Regions from separate parts of the Sus scrofa genome. Here region 1 is linked to region 2. A link is a contact called in public Hi-C data. All regions are on one chromosome and are shown on one strand. The core of a region is the stretch at or near the end of the contact, and the rest is flanking DNA. Distances in the headings are between cores, read along the strand shown. Region 1 overlaps LOC106504496 (a long non-coding RNA gene). Region 2 overlaps SV2B (synaptic vesicle glycoprotein 2B).

Region 1 (3,490 bases), core at 431-2,930, 230 kb after region 2:
TTATTAAATGTATAGAGACAGGAAGTAGAATGGTGATTGCTAGGGGCTGAAGGGAGGGGGAATGGGGCATTGTTTAATTGGTAGAGTTGCAGTTTTGGAAGATGAAAAAATCCTAGAGATAGATAGTGGTGATGATTGCATAACAAAGTGTGTACACTTAGTGCCACTGAACTGCACACTTTAAAATGGTTAAAATAATGAATTTGGGAGTTCCCGTCATGGCTCAGTGGTTAACAAATGCGATGAGTATTCACGAAGATGTAGGTTTGATCCCTGGCCTTGCTCAGTGGCTTAAGGATCCAGCATTGCCATGAGCTGTGGTGTAGGTCACAGACACAGCTCCGATCCAGCATTGCTGTGGCTGTGGTGTAGGCTGGCAGCTACAGCTCTGATTCAACCCCTAGCCTAAGAACCTCCATATGCTGTGGGTGTGGCCCTAAAACAACAAAAGACAAAAAAATAATAATAATGAATTTGTCCTGTATATATTTTACCCCAATTTTAAAAAAAGAAGAAAAGCTATTATGAAGCTGAGTATAGCTACAGATAGCTCCTAGCCTGAAGGCATAGCTTGAGAGGACCAGGGCTGGGTAGAGGATGACCGTCACAAGGTAATAAAGTGGGGTCTCAGGAGGGACCTAATGGAAAGCACACTGCACATCCAGTGAGTCAAGAGACTGTGGGCCCCTCAGTTGGAGAGGCAGGGCAGTATAGTGCAGCTAACTATCATTCATATGGGAATAAAAACACCAAATGATGTTCCATGTTCCCATGGGAACACATATGTTTGTGTAAACACATAGACAATGATCTGGAAGCTTACCACTGATGTCATATCTTTGGGGAAAGTAAAGGAGAATTTTAGCTTTCCCTGAATGTTTGGGTTTTTTAACCCCAAGAACATATTAGTGTATTTATATAAGCATATTTTATATAAAAATAACTTCAATTTAGATGAGAAAAGGATGGTATTTTTTACTGAAGTATAGTTGCTGTACAATGTTATGTTACAGGTGTACTATGTAGTGATTCATAATTTTTATTTGTATTTTTCTTTGTCTTTTTGTGTTTTTAGGGCCACACCCATAGCATATGGAGGTTCCCAGGCTAGGGATCCAATGGGAGCTGTAGCTGCCAGCCTATGCCACAGCCGCAGCAACTTGGGATCCAAGCCACGTCTGTGAACTACACCACAGCTCACAGCAACACCAGATCCTTAACCCACTAATCAAGGCCAAGGATCAAACGCATGCCCTCGTGGATACTAGTCAGGTTCATTAACCACTAAGCCACGACGGAAACTCCAGATTCATACTTTTTAAAGTTTATACTCTTTATATAGTTGTTGTAAATATTTGCCATATTTCATGTATTGTACAATACATTCTTATAGCTTATTTTATACCCAATAGTTTTTACCTCTTACTTTCTTACCCCTGAATTTCCCTTTCCCCCTCCCCTCTCACCACCAGTAACCATTAGTTTGTTCTCTATATCTGTGTCTTTGTCTTATGTTAACCAAAACAGCAGCATTACATGTAATCGGTTTTGACAACATCCGCCAAAGGTTTTAGGTACCATCTTGGTTCAAGCTCTAAAAATCTTCATAGCCTTACAATTTTTCCCCAAACAGTGAAGCCCCTTGACTTTTTCCTGGGGGACATACATGTAATGTAGAAGAGTTGTTCCCACTGCTCTCTAGCCCCCAGTCTTTACACCAACACTCAGAATTTTAAGGGCAAAGTTTTGAGGAGCTGCCAGCCTTCTGAGCCTCTGTGCCAGGCCCACCCTGTCCATGCTGCATCTCAGCCTCCCTCAAACTCTTACTTTCATCAGGATGTTTTGTGACAAAAGTGGAACTAGGAATAAAGGAGGCTTCAGTCTTGACTCAGCCAGTTATTTATTGTTCAGAGTTGGCATTTTCTTGAAATCTCTGTGCTTCCATTTCCTCGTTTCAAAACTAGTAATGATAACAATGGCTGTTACCATTCGGTTGTTACAAAAACCAAAAGAGATTACATATATTTAAGATAGTTTACATGAAAAAAATAAAAAGGGATGTGGAAAATACTCAAGATTAGCTGCAGAGGGAAGATAATCTGGGGACACTTATTTCTCCAACCAAATTGTAAATTTGTCCAGGTATTGACCTCTGCTTCCCCCATAATGCTTTTGGGCCTGGCTTCATTCATTCTTTCTCTTTGGTATGTTATGAAATACTTGTCCCAGCAGATGGCAGAAGAGAACTGAGTCAGGAAAACCAGCCTGGGTATTTCAATACTCTCAGTGAACCAAGTGAAAGTATTCACACCTTAATGTGCAGGCTGAAGTAGCTCTAGATGTTGATTTTCACGATTGTCATTGACCTTTCCTAATAAAGTTGGGTCTGGAAGGTCATGAGGACAACCACTGTATCAAAAATACCATGTCGCTGAGACTCACTTATTCAAGAACATTCGATCCCTGAGCATCTCCAAGATACTAGAGACACACAGAGGAATACAAAATACTCCTTGCCCCTAGGGAGTTCACAGGCCTACCCAAAATCAAACAAGGAGATGACAGCTTGCATTTGGCAGGACTGGACTATAACGGCAGCAACTGCCTGAATGTGATAGGATGGCAGGTTTGGATTGCCTGCTTCAAACCATCTTAGAGACATAGTCTTGCCTCTCCAGCCCCACTGTCTCTATTCAAGTCCAGCTCATCCTTTCTGGCCCCAACTACTGCAATAACCTCCTAAGAGAACCCCTCTCTGGTCCTAGTTTTACATCAATTTCATCCTCAGGGTAATCTTTCCAAAATGCAAATGTGGTTCTATCATATACTGTCTACATAAAAAGATTTAATGACTCATTGTCCTCATAATTAGACCCATGCACTTAATATTCCTTATAAGGCCTTTTGTGATCTGACCTCTGCTTTCCTCTCCTTTTTCTCTCCCCCGCTCCTCTGCAGTCTCTCGGTTTCCCAAAAGGTTTTATCCCTGGCTGGTTTTAGCCCAAGTTGTTTTTCTCTCTGCCTAGAATATTTTAAAATGAAAACCCATGCCCCTCTGACCAGCTATTCTCCTTAATCCTGCTAACTAGAATTTATTCTTCAGGTCTCAGATTAGATGTTATTTCCTTTGATAAACTCTCCCTGATGGTACAAGACTGGGTTATTCAACCCTCCTGGGTACACCCATAGCACTCTTTACTTCCATCATCCTTGCATTTGTCATATTTCCTCATACTAGAAAAATGTGTATCTTCCCTCTGACTACTATAAGCTCCCTAAGGATAAGGTCTCCCTTTTGTTCAACAATGTATCCCCATTTCTTAGCACAGCTCCTGGTATAGAACAATACACAATCAAAATTAATTGAGTAGATGAATAAACAAATCATAAAACGCAATTGGTACTGTTCAAGGAATCATAAGATTCTTGGGCATGAGATTTTAGTAGAGAAGGTCTTCCTGTGTATGTCAGTCACAGTCCCTTTCCATCA
Region 2 (3,153 bases), core at 441-2,940:
GGTTTCTACTGATTTGCAATAACCTAGGTAAATGCTCGGTGGAGAAACAGCAATTCTATTTTCAGTAGCCAATTCATTGTAAAATATTCAGGAAGAAGCTCTGTAAGAACTATGCAGGATGTAGATCAAATTATAAAAATTGTACCTTCATATTGTATTAACTTTGAAGCCTTTGCAATAACTTGGGTAAATGCTCGATGAGAAACAGCAGTCCTATTTTCAATAGGCAATTAATTGTAAGATATTCAGGAAGAAGGTCTATAAGAACTATGCAGGATGTAGATCAAATTATAAAAATTGTACCTATATATTGTACTAACTCTGAAGCCTGATGGACAGTATATATCAATATTACGACTAGTAGAAGATATACAACTAGAGGCTTAGATCAGAGATGGCTCAGCTAGCTAATAACCCTTCAAGGCTTGGAACCTAAGTCCCTCAAGCCTTGGCTACTTCCTCAGACCTAAAGCCAGAAGATACAGTTAACACATTTCCCACCATTGGCAGCTGCACAGAGATTTACTGCCCTGAAACATGCCCACCGCAGCTGAAGAAAAAAAAAATTTTAATAAATTTTATTGGAGTATAGTTGACTTACAATGTTGTGTTAGTTTCAGGTATACAGCAAAGTGAATCAGTTATACGTGCATATATATTATGTATGTATGAAAAGAATGTATGTATGTATAATATATATTAATCTTATAGTAATCTTATATAGTATATAGTACATAGCATACAGTACATCTTACATACATACCTTCTTTTTCAAATTCTTTCCCATATAGGCTATCACAGAGTATTGAATAGATTTCCCTGTGCTATACAGTAGGCCCTTGTTACTTATCAATTTCATATACAGTAATGTGTATATGCCAAGCAGAAAATTCTTATTCATACCCCGCTAAAAGGAGCTTTTAACCAAGTGGGTAGCATTTCATTGTGATGCATGAAATCAACCTTCTCTTTCCTAAATGTGTGTTTGCTTGCTTTCTCTCTGCTCTCCTTGCCAAAAGTAAGCTTCCCCCATGTGTGACAGTCAATAAAGTAAATAATTTTATCTAAATTTTTAGTCAACAAAGTGTGGACAAAGTCGAAGAGGGAATCCTGGTACAAATGGGAAAATGTCCCACCCGAGCTAAACAACATCAATCACGTTCTCCAAAGAGGCTCAAGGTTTCCAAGGAAGAGGTGTTTTCTGGTTTATGACCAGCAGATGGCAGCATAACTCAAGAGAAGAAACCAAGTCTTAGTTTCAAATGCTCCTAAGCTTATGAAAAACTTTTTATTCACATTGCTGGGGTTAAAAATTATGGGCTTCAAATGACAGTGGGTGTACTTTAGAATCTGTTGGTTAAAAAACATATATATGGTAAGTTAAAATTAACTCACTGCAACTTTTGAAAGAATTTATACTTTAATAATCACCCAGAAACTTTCCCATGCATTCGAAATACAGAAAAGTGATAGAACCTCTGAATATTTATGTGCAGAATATTTACATCCACTCCCAAACCAACCTTGGCCTGCCTATGCATTCCCAGACCCTTGTCAGTAACTATATCCCATGGGGTTCTGGGTCCAGACGAGACCACCACCCTCATCAAGTCTTGCTTCTCCTCACTCCCACCCAGCAGCCTGCTGAAAGCTTCAGGAGTCCTGGTCCTTTTAAAAGGGCAGAGTGGACCACAAGTTCCCATTTTCTGCACAGCTAAGTCTTGGAACTCCAAAACCTACTGTTCAAAATCGTAAGGGTTTTCACATGGCAATTAACTTTCTAATACAGAAAACACCATGTAAAACAGAGCCTCTGTGGGAATGGAATATTTCCCAATTAGATAATATTTGTAGTTGTTAAGGGTATGGGATTGAAGTCCAAATGCATGAACTGGGCGAGAGACATTTCTCTTTATGTTAGTTGTGTGATTTGAGCGAGCTACCCAACCTCTCTAAGCTCTTTTCCCCACCTGTAAAAGAGAAAGCACATTTCTTGCCTCCTGGAGTTTTTAAAGGAGATAATCTAGGAAAGGCACTTGAGGCAGCATCCAGCACACAGAAGTGTTTGGTAATGTTATTATCAGCCTATTACCACTGCCATTACCGTCATTATTATCACTAATATCACAATAGAGGATCACTGAACATTGGGAACTCCATGGATGAGATCTCTTCTAGTGAATTGTTTCTGCAGGGAAAAATCCTGGGTGACATCAAGCCATCCATAATGTGCTTGTTTCCAACATTTCTAAAATGTTCTAATAATGGCAAAGCATTTCTTCCTTGGCATTGCCAACACAAGACCTCTTGGCTTATATGAAAGAGCCTTAACAGTGAGAAATCCTGGAGGGAGTTGCCATCCACTGCCAACCACTAGCCTTGGAGCTGCTATTCCTGGAAGTGGCCACTCTCTGCAGATTCCAGTGACTGAAGTGTCTCCACCAAGGGCGCGTGCCTGCATGGGCACTTGAGTGTGTAGATGTTTGTGACCAAGCCTCAGCCTTTTAAAAAAATCACCTGAAAATCTAAATTCCATTCACTGATACTTGGTCCTAACTTTCCTCCCCCAAATATGAGTTTCGTAGAAATAATATTCTCCTTTTTATATCACACTTTCTTTCTCATCCTAAATAACAGTGAACATTTGCTAAGGTCCAGCCCATAAGAGCCATATGGACTAGACTGCCCAAAGCCCCTCCTTGGACTTCCCCTTGGTCCTCTCCTACTGCAGCTGACAATCACAGGCAGGGCCACTTCCCTCAGCCATGTAGGTGGGTACAGCCTGGGGAGGTAAAACCCACACTGGAGGAGAGAATTCCTGGTGATAATTCTTGCACAGAGGTGTTAACTAGGGGGCAGTTTATATCACTGACACTGCACCACCTGGACTATGGAGTTACCTGTCCCAGTGAACCTGCTAAGTATAATTCCAGAAGGGAAACAGCAGGGCTGAATGTGTTCAGCTTAGTGCATCATGCGGCCCAGGGAAATTTTTGCCCTGCCCTCCTTGAGGGCAGTCTCAAGGAAGCATTATTTTTTTATTATTATTTTTTGCTTTTTAGGGCCACACCTGTGGCATATGGAAATTCCCAGGCTAGGGGTTGAATCAGACCTGCACCTGCCAGCTTACGTCACAGACAGAAACATGGGATC

What was found. Hi-C and Micro-C count contacts between places; a contact is called where the count stands out from the background.
Region 1: a contact with region 2 is called in a Hi-C map of omental adipose tissue, with 3 times the contacts expected there. The contact joins two enhancer-like sites. A contact is called at or near these places in 1 of 5 promoter capture datasets (liver), 28 of 47 Hi-C or Micro-C datasets (adipocytes, alveolar macrophages, blood and 17 more) and 2 of 2 datasets of contacts at active chromatin or transcription factors (alveolar macrophages and skeletal muscle).

Annotation. Positions count from the first base shown.
Region 1 is chr7:87,823,276-87,826,765 of Sscrofa11.1, forward strand. It overlaps LOC106504496 (a long non-coding RNA gene), which reads right to left. Exons shown (of 4, transcript XR_002345980.1): 4 at 1,803-3,490. Among named protein-coding and RNA genes, the nearest start is that of SV2B, 58 kb to the left of the region's middle. Within about 2 kb of position 1,681, at least 3 of the 83 cell types and tissues checked have an H3K27ac peak or open chromatin away from gene starts, as enhancers often do. A contact at or near this core is called in omental adipose tissue, where this site is marked.
Region 2 is chr7:87,590,816-87,593,968 of Sscrofa11.1, forward strand. All of the region lies in intron 9 of SV2B (synaptic vesicle glycoprotein 2B), which reads right to left. Among named protein-coding and RNA genes, the nearest start is that of SV2B, 170 kb to the right of the region's middle. Within about 2 kb of position 1,691, at least 3 of the 83 cell types and tissues checked have an H3K27ac peak or open chromatin away from gene starts, as enhancers often do. A contact at or near this core is called in omental adipose tissue, where this site is marked.